3 separate regions of the Hordeum vulgare genome follow, and all the other regions are linked to region 2. A link is a contact called in public Hi-C data. All regions are on one chromosome and are shown on one strand. Each heading gives the region's core, a stretch centred on a gene start, on an enhancer-like site or on the middle of the called end of the contact. The rest is flanking DNA. Distances are from core to core; before and after follow the strand shown.

The links. A called contact is a pair of places that touch in the nucleus more often than the background predicts.
Region 1: a Hi-C map of leaf shows a contact between it and region 2, with 8 times the contacts expected there. The contact joins two enhancer-like sites. A contact is called at or near these places in 4 of 6 Hi-C or Micro-C datasets (leaf, seedling and an unstated tissue).
Region 3: a Hi-C map of leaf shows a contact between it and region 2, with 4 times the contacts expected there. The contact joins two enhancer-like sites. A contact is called at or near these places in 2 of 6 Hi-C or Micro-C datasets (leaf and seedling).

The regions. Positions count from the first base shown.
Region 1 is chr5H:408,336,983-408,339,682 of MorexV3_pseudomolecules_assembly, forward strand. No RefSeq gene overlaps it. Among protein-coding and RNA genes, the nearest start is that of LOC123396787, 98 kb to the right of the region's middle. Within about 2 kb of position 1,364, at least 3 of the 3 cell types and tissues checked have open chromatin away from gene starts, as enhancers often do. A contact at or near this core is called in leaf and seedling, where this site is marked.
Region 2 is chr5H:407,670,762-407,673,528 of MorexV3_pseudomolecules_assembly, forward strand. No RefSeq gene overlaps it. Among protein-coding and RNA genes, the nearest start is that of LOC123399049, 63 kb to the left of the region's middle. Within about 2 kb of position 1,385, at least 3 of the 3 cell types and tissues checked have open chromatin away from gene starts, as enhancers often do. A contact at or near this core is called in leaf and seedling, where this site is marked.
Region 3 is chr5H:408,548,571-408,551,270 of MorexV3_pseudomolecules_assembly, forward strand. No RefSeq gene overlaps it. Among protein-coding and RNA genes, the nearest start is that of LOC123397934, 93 kb to the right of the region's middle. Within about 2 kb of position 1,386, at least 3 of the 3 cell types and tissues checked have open chromatin away from gene starts, as enhancers often do. A contact at or near this core is called in leaf and seedling, where this site is marked.

The DNA.
Region 1 (2,700 bases), core at 114-2,613, 670 kb after region 2:
AAATTTGTACTCAAATTTAAGATTTTTTTTCCAAACACGATGAACTTTTTACAGATCCAATGAAGTTTAATAAAAATTATTTGAACTTTTTTCAATATTGACGAATATTACTATCAAATATATGAAACTTTTTTCTAAATTGATGAATTATTTTTCAAACTTGATGAACTTTTTTGTTAAAGTCATTTAACCTTTTTCCAAAATTGATAGATTCTTTTATTTTCAAAATTAATGACCTTTTTTTCGTAATATGTGAACTTTTTCAAATTTGATTAACTTTTTCCAAATTCTTGAAGTAATTTTCAATATCCATGAACATTTTAAAAAATTGTGAACGTTTTGTTTAGACCATGGTGAAAATTTTCAAATTCGTGAAATTTCTTTTCAAATTTATAAGACATTTTTTGCTTTTATGAACTTTTTGTGTTCAGTTTTTTTTTTATAGAAAATTCAACTCTGAAACTGAGCCGGCCCAATTGGCAGGGTGCATGGGCACCGGCTACGAGCTCCCCACTTGTGGGCGCTATAGGCGTCGCGAGGCATCCTATTTGTAGTGCCCACTTGTGGTCGGCCGCGGGTGACCTTACATGCAGTCCCTCGCACGCTAGGCGTTCGTATGATCCAGCCCATTTTTCGGGTATTTTCCTTTTTCCTTTTTGTGTTTTTTCTTCATCCATCTCGTTCCTCTTTTTTCTTATTTACTTTGTTTTTATAAAAACGATTTTCCTTTCCAAATTTGCAAACATTGTTGTTCTCATCAAATTAAAAAATGGTCATCAATGTAAAAACAATGTTCAACAATTTAGAAAATTGATCTAAGTTATTTTTTGTTCATCAGATTGAACAAATGTTCATCAAAATATAAAATCTTGTTCATTGAGTTAAAAAATGTTCACAAACCCGGAATTGGTTGATTTATTTCAACGTTCTTTACCAAATTCAAAAAAAATTCACTGAATTCAAAAAACTTCTTCTAGTTTTTAAACAAATATTCTTGAATACAAATTTTACTTATAAATTCCAAGAATGTTTATCAAACTCAAAAAAGAATCATTAAATACAAAACAATGTTCATCATTATTAAAAAATGATCATAAAATTAATTTTCTAAATAATACTTTGTTCATTAAAATAAAAAAATGTTCACCCCTTTTCAAATAGTGAACTTCTTAAAATTCAAGAACATTTTTTGACAATTTACATTTTTCGAAATTTTATAACATTTTTGTAATCCAGATTATTTTTAAGATTGAATAAAATAAAAACAGGAAATCAAAAAAGGGAAAGTAAAGATGGAAAAAAAATAAGGGACCGTCTAGGCCCGCAAATGGGCCGGCCAAACTAACACGCCACGGGATGGGAGGGTGCGCATTCGCAATGACTCATGTCGACCATACCATATAAGTCCGAGGTGTCGCTACGCCTCAAGTGCCAGATCCGTTTTGTAGTAAAGATGATGTTTCTTAAATTTTACGGGCCAGGCCACACTCTACCTCGACGGCTTGAAAACTGTATGTTTCCCTAGTAAGTTGTAGGTGGGCAAGTCTATGTCTTGTATGTCATGATATGGAAGTCAAGCTCGCACCGGTAGTGAGCTGGCCTAGTAACCATGTGTTTTCATCATGCTGATGTTACACATATTTGTGTTCCATTTTAAATTATGAAAAATACTAAATACACATGTGATGGGTTAATCACATGTTTTAAACATAACATTTAGTTCAAAAAAAGTTTAGGTTTTAGAAAATGTTTGTACCATTTAAGAGAAATGTATATAACATTTAAAAAATATTCGCAAGTTTCAAAATTTTACATAACATTCGACAAAACCTTTATACAATATAAAAATTGTTAATATAATTCAATATAAACTTCTCATATCACTAAAAAACACTCAGTACATTTATATATAAATTCCTGCATTTCAATATAAGTTACACAAGTATTTCAAAATATTTATAAAAGTTTCAATTAATGTATTAAAAAAATTGTAACATTCAAAAGTTGGTTTCAACGTCTCTTAAAAAATATTTAACATGTATTCTATGTTCAGATGGGATGCTTCATCAACATCAACTTTAATTCAACATGGTCCATGGAGGATCGACCATGAAGGTCGATGGCTCAACATCGACATAGCATGTGTGTGACGTGCCGAATTTTCTACGCAACATACCCATTTCATTGTTGCCACCTTCTCGGGCATCATTTTGATGATTCCTCGAGACGGATTGTGCCAAATTAAGTCGACAACAACCCTGTAAAATTTCAGTTTGATCCAATATGCGAGTCTTCGACAATATCTGTGATACTAATGCCCTAACGAACCTGGACAGAAAATCCACACAAGCTTGGAAGAACGTGTCAGCGGCCAACTCCGACATCCTTTGTAAGATCCAACTGTTGTTCCCATGCAGATTGGTATTTTTAATAACCCTTGAAAAATTTGGAATGGTCTGACCATTCAAACTCGAGGACGAGCCCAAAGAGTGCACTAAGGTCAATTAGCTCACGGTTGTCACCAAAAAAATGGCCGCCCCTACCGGAGGCCCTGCCACCTTTTGCCCATACGACGTTGTGTAGAACAAAGACGCATAGTCCGTCGTCCCGGTGGTTTGCTCTACATCAAGAAACTAGAGGTAGCTGCTACTTGTGATGGTGTTAGAATTTTTTTTTCGAAGAGAAAGGATGATGTAATAT
Region 2 (2,767 bases), core at 135-2,634:
GAATTATTTTCACCGACTTTTGTCGGGGCATATTAATTGAAAAATATGAGAGACCTTCTCCTTTCCTAAATGATAATGCCCCCACGTGTGGCACGATGCAGCATGGTACATACGTCTTTATAACCATCCATCTTGTCACATCAAACATATGACATCATCATAATCTTTTTAGTTATTCACCATGACAAATTGAGTTTATAGTATTTTCACCATGATAATTCTAATATTTCGAAAATGAATTTTTTTTGAATGAACCATGACAAATTTTAGTACATGTATCATGGCAAATTTAAGTACTTACTATGGCAATTTTAGTTTATGGTTCGTGATAAATTTGAGCCATTGACCATGCATGACATATTTTTGTTTTAGTAATTAACCATGTCAAAATTATTTCATGGATCATGGCAATTTTTTGTAGTTCATCATGATAAGTTTAGTTTCTTAATTCCTTTTTTTTTATAACATATCAATATTTTACTTTAAACATAAAAGAAAAGGTAGTTGAAATATATCATAGCAACTTCAATGTAATCATGATGGTAATTTATATGCAGTAGACATGATAACTTTTAATCATAAAGAAAGTTGTCGAGACATATCGATATGAGATCTAGTTTCGCGATGGGAATGGTCTTTCAATAAAAAATATATTTAAGAGATAAAATATTTTAAAAATAAAAAAAGAAAGATTCTTACGAACATCATCAGTTTCCTCACTTATGCATGTACAGTGACATGGCTCAATCTGCCCTCATAGGGTGTTCCTTCCACCACTTGTGTGGTCGGGTGTTGCTTTCACCATACCTATAATGGATATCCACATCCTTTGCTTTTTCTTCTATTTTCTATTCCATCACTCTACAGAATACAATCAAGTGAACTCCTGTCCAAATAAGTGATGAGATGTGAGCACAGACCAAAATACATAGATACAAGAGGCTATAGGAAGCAAAGACTAGAGCCGGTGACGGGAGCACCATCATGGCCATGAGAAGGAATTACGATGGGGCCTAAGACTTGAAAGCGACAGGTGCGTGCAAAGTCCCGCGGACGCATGCAACGGATCGATCCAACGGTGGTCTACCCGGCTGATGTTTGGCTCAAATCAGCCGGCTGATCCCTAACACGCACCTAAAACTGTTAAACTTGACTAGTCCAAAGAAGCAGAGGAAGAGGAATCTCGGCCCTCTTGTCAATTTTCGAGTTTCGATCCTGGCTTCCGGCTGCGTATTTTCACCCTCCTTGCTGATCACATGATTTCCTCAAAAGAAAATAATAATAATGATCACATGGACATGCCGTGGCTTGAAGCGGCAGCTACATGACTGCGTGGGCGAGTGCGTGTGTGCTTGGAACGAGGGAAGAAAAGATTCCATGGGATATAGACATGGCACGCCGAGGCAAAACACGGGTTACATACAGGCCACGGTTACAACGGAGGAATGATCGATCGACATAGGAATCGATCTGATTGGCACGACACCTGCGCGTCCTGTACGAACCCCAGCCGCCCGTCAGGATGGAGCTGGACGGGACCATCTCGGCACGTCCGTCGGCAATCTGTGCTCCACGACTATAACACGTCTCGACGACGTGCGCCGCAGCTCGCCGTGGTTGGGTGTGAGATGAGAGCCGGAGAAGAGAAGAAAGACGTCTCGTCAACAGCAGGGCAGGGCAGGGCTTGCATGCAGTCGCAAGCGTGAAGGAACGAAAAGGCGTCTGTTGGTTCGTTTGTTTACGGAGGAGGGAGGGAGGGAGGCGGCCCGCGTGCTGCCGTCTCGTCCGAGATAAGCCGCACTCACAGTCACCGGAGCCGTCTCTCTCGCCGCAAGTGAAAACAAAAGGGCGCTCGCGTCTCCACACGAGCACATCGCACTTGCCCCCATCCGTCTCCCTCACCTTTCTAGGGATTTCAGTACCGTGCGTGCACTGCGAACAAACATTGTGTGCGTCGGCCCAATGGCACGCACATGCGCTCCATACTGCTCGTGTTCATGCCACATCCAGCGTACCGGTGCAATGAACAATCACCACGCACGACCAGGACCAGAAACGGAAGAAACTTTTCGCGCTAGATTAGTAGTAAATCGTATCAACTCCTTTGCCGACATGCTAGCATACAAATCAGCACCAGTTGGAAACAAGATAGATGGTGCAGTTCTGTCGCCTGCCGGTTATATTCTCTTTTTCTTTTGCTTGCATATTACAGTGTAACTAAAGTACTCACCGTCTAGCAATGACAAAACTAAACCAGGAAGCCACTAGTAAAACAGCGATTATTTCAATGTAGAATCAGCACTGACCCATCCCGGGGGGAGAAGCTACAAAGCAGCAACCCCTCTTGTAATTTGTACGTATGTGCTGATAATATTGGGATTAAACCCGCTGTCCGTGCACGGCTGTTGTACATGTCCGAGTAGAATAGGATTACTATACCGAGTAGGATTGATCCTTTAGGCTCGTACACATATATAAGTGCAACCCCTGTAATCGTTACAATATCAGATCAAGAAAGATCAAAGCAAAGTCTCCCGATCAGTTTATGCCGTCAACGTTCGATCGCTTTACCTGAGTTCCGCCGTATCGATCCTGTTGGCTAGTGCAAGCTGAGCCAGCAAGGCTAGGCACGTCCCAAGAATATCCATCCACCTGCTAGCTAGCTAGCTAGTTGCGTACGTGGAAGGGTTTTTGAGGGTTCAAAACCAACAATTGGTACCAGAGCCTCGATGATCTACGATCTACGATGACGGACAACGACGCTGAG
Region 3 (2,700 bases), core at 136-2,635, 880 kb after region 2:
GTACATTCCTTAATGTACATAATCATTTTTTTAAGTTGTATAATCATTTAAAAAATTTCAAAGACATTTTATGGAAACTCACGTATATCTCTTGAATGTCACGATACAACTTAATGGAATACAGTTTTTATTCACAATTAAGGGCAATTATGCCAATTGATTTATTTTACATTTGTATATAACATTTTTGCAATGTTAGGAACAGTTTTTCGAAATGCAGAAATATTTTATCAAATGTGACATAGATTTTTGTAATGGCACGAATTGTTTTTTACCATTACGAAAACAATTTCGTACACGGGATTAAAAAAGTTAGACGCATGATTAACATTTTTCTACTTTTGTTTTCACATTTCAAATTTTTGATATACACAAAAACCTTTGTTGTTTACAAGTTTAAAATTTTCCAAATGGAAGATTACCCTTTTATAAAATTTTATGTAAAAACAAATTGTATTCAATATATTATATATATTTCAAATGTTTCTAAATGTAAAAAAAATAAAACAAATTAAAGAATACAAAGAGAAATTAAAAATTTGAATAAAAGACGCAAGAAAAATAGTGCAAGTTGACGCCGTAGCTATTGCGCCGGACTAATACCTGCTGTCGCAGGCAAGTCGCCATAAGACTTGCAGAGGGCCTGCGTTACGGAATTTCCTATTCGCACTCACGGCAGCAAATAGTAGTCGCTTCGCACAGGAGTGCGAGCGAGCGACTGGGTTTGGCTCGGCCCGTTCACACTTTCACCGATTCCGGTTTTGGGAACCTTAAGTTTTCCACTTGGTTTTTCCGGTTTTCGGAAACTTCTAGAATGTTCCCGAACCTGTTTTTCTTTTCATTTTTCTGTTTTTTCATTTCTGTTTTTTTTTGTTTTCTATTTCTGTTTCAAAATTGTTCTGAATTTTCAAAAAAAGTTCTTGAATTCGCAAAAATGTTCCAGAATTTAAAAAAATGTTCCGGATGTTGAAAAAATGTTTAAGATTTTGAAAAAATGTTCCGGATTTTGTAAAACTTTTCTGGAATTTGAAAAGATATTCCGGAATTTGAAACAATGTTCAGGAATTTGAAAAAATGTTCAAGATTTTGAAAGAATGTTTCGGGATTTGTAAAAATGTTCCAGATTTTGTAAAAATGTTCCGGAATTTAAAACTGTATATGATTTTGAAAAAATATTCTGGAATTTGAAAAAATGTACCGACTATAAAAAAATTATTCAAATTTGAAAACTGATTTTTGCTTTTATAAAAATGTTCTAAATTTTGAAAAAATATTCTAGAGTTTCAAAAAAAATAGAAAAGGAAAATAACTACAGTTGTTGTGCACCTACTGGGCCGGCCCATTCGTGAGTGATCCTGTGCGAAGCCCCGACTGGTTGCCGCACTGAAAGGTGAATAGGAGGTCCCCTGTGTTACGTCGTATCGGTTACAGCAAGCCAGAGTTAGACCTCGCACATGGGAGTTCCTTTTGTGAGCCGGCGCACAACACCACGTAGAATGTATAGTATTCCCAGATTTTTTGTAGCCATTGTTACGTAATTTGTTTGTACTAAAAACATTGTTACGGAGAATGTTTGTTTCTTGCGTTGCCTATTATTTTTAGTTTACTAGCAAAACGGTTTGTGCGCTCCAATGGGAAAACACATAATCTTAAATGGTCATGACCATATATTGCTGCATCAGCGAAATACACTATCACACTCATTTTTGGGAAATATTCAAAAAAATTGAAAAAGCATGACCTTTTTTAAAGGTTCTGAACATATTTGAAATGATGAACATTTTTAAATTTTGTGAACATTTACTAAAGTCAGGAAAAGAATTGCCTTCATAATCATTTTAGATTATTTGCAAATATATTTTCTTTAAATGTGAATAGTATTCGACTATTTTTCTTGAATCTGCGAACTTGTCTAGAGTCGACGAACATTATTTTCCCAAATTGGTAGAAACAAATTCGGAATTTATGTTGTTTTAATTGCATGATCTTTTTGAATCATCAGACATTTTATGAATCAATTAGATAAATTTCATTTACGAAGCGTTTCTAAAGTTTTAGGAATTTATTTAATCCATGAACATTTTGTGAATTGGCAAAATTTCTTTCATTTTATTAAATATAATACTTGAAATTTTTAAAAAATTATGAACGTTTTTTTTGCCCTAACATTTTTTTGAACATTTCTTAAATCTGCTTCCTTCGCTGCTAGGTTGATTCTACTTAACTCCACCCTTGTTGGGATCCCCTCGTACTTTATGTCTATGTTCTTTCTTAACAAGACTTTTGTTGAGAAGATGAATGATACGTCCATTATGCATCTTGTATTCTTATCTATATCTATGACATTGTTGTTGATTATTCCTTATTATTATATAATTCTTATGCCGTTTATCCCTGAATATGCAAGGTACACCACAAAGAGGGAAATTACTAGAAACTAGAAGTTTGGACCCGAAAACCAAGAAAAAGGGTGAAAAATCACTAGACTTCAAATGACCCAAAATTTCACGGAGATTTTTTATGAAATATATAAGAATAGTTGTGCCAAAAATATACCAGAGGGGGCTACCTATGGACCATGAGCCAACATGGTGCACCCACCCCCTGGGCACGTCATGTTCCCTCGTGGTCCACCAAGAGGTCTCCTCACCTCCCCTCCCTCCTATATGGTGTGTTTTTGTTGGGTTACGTAGCATAAAT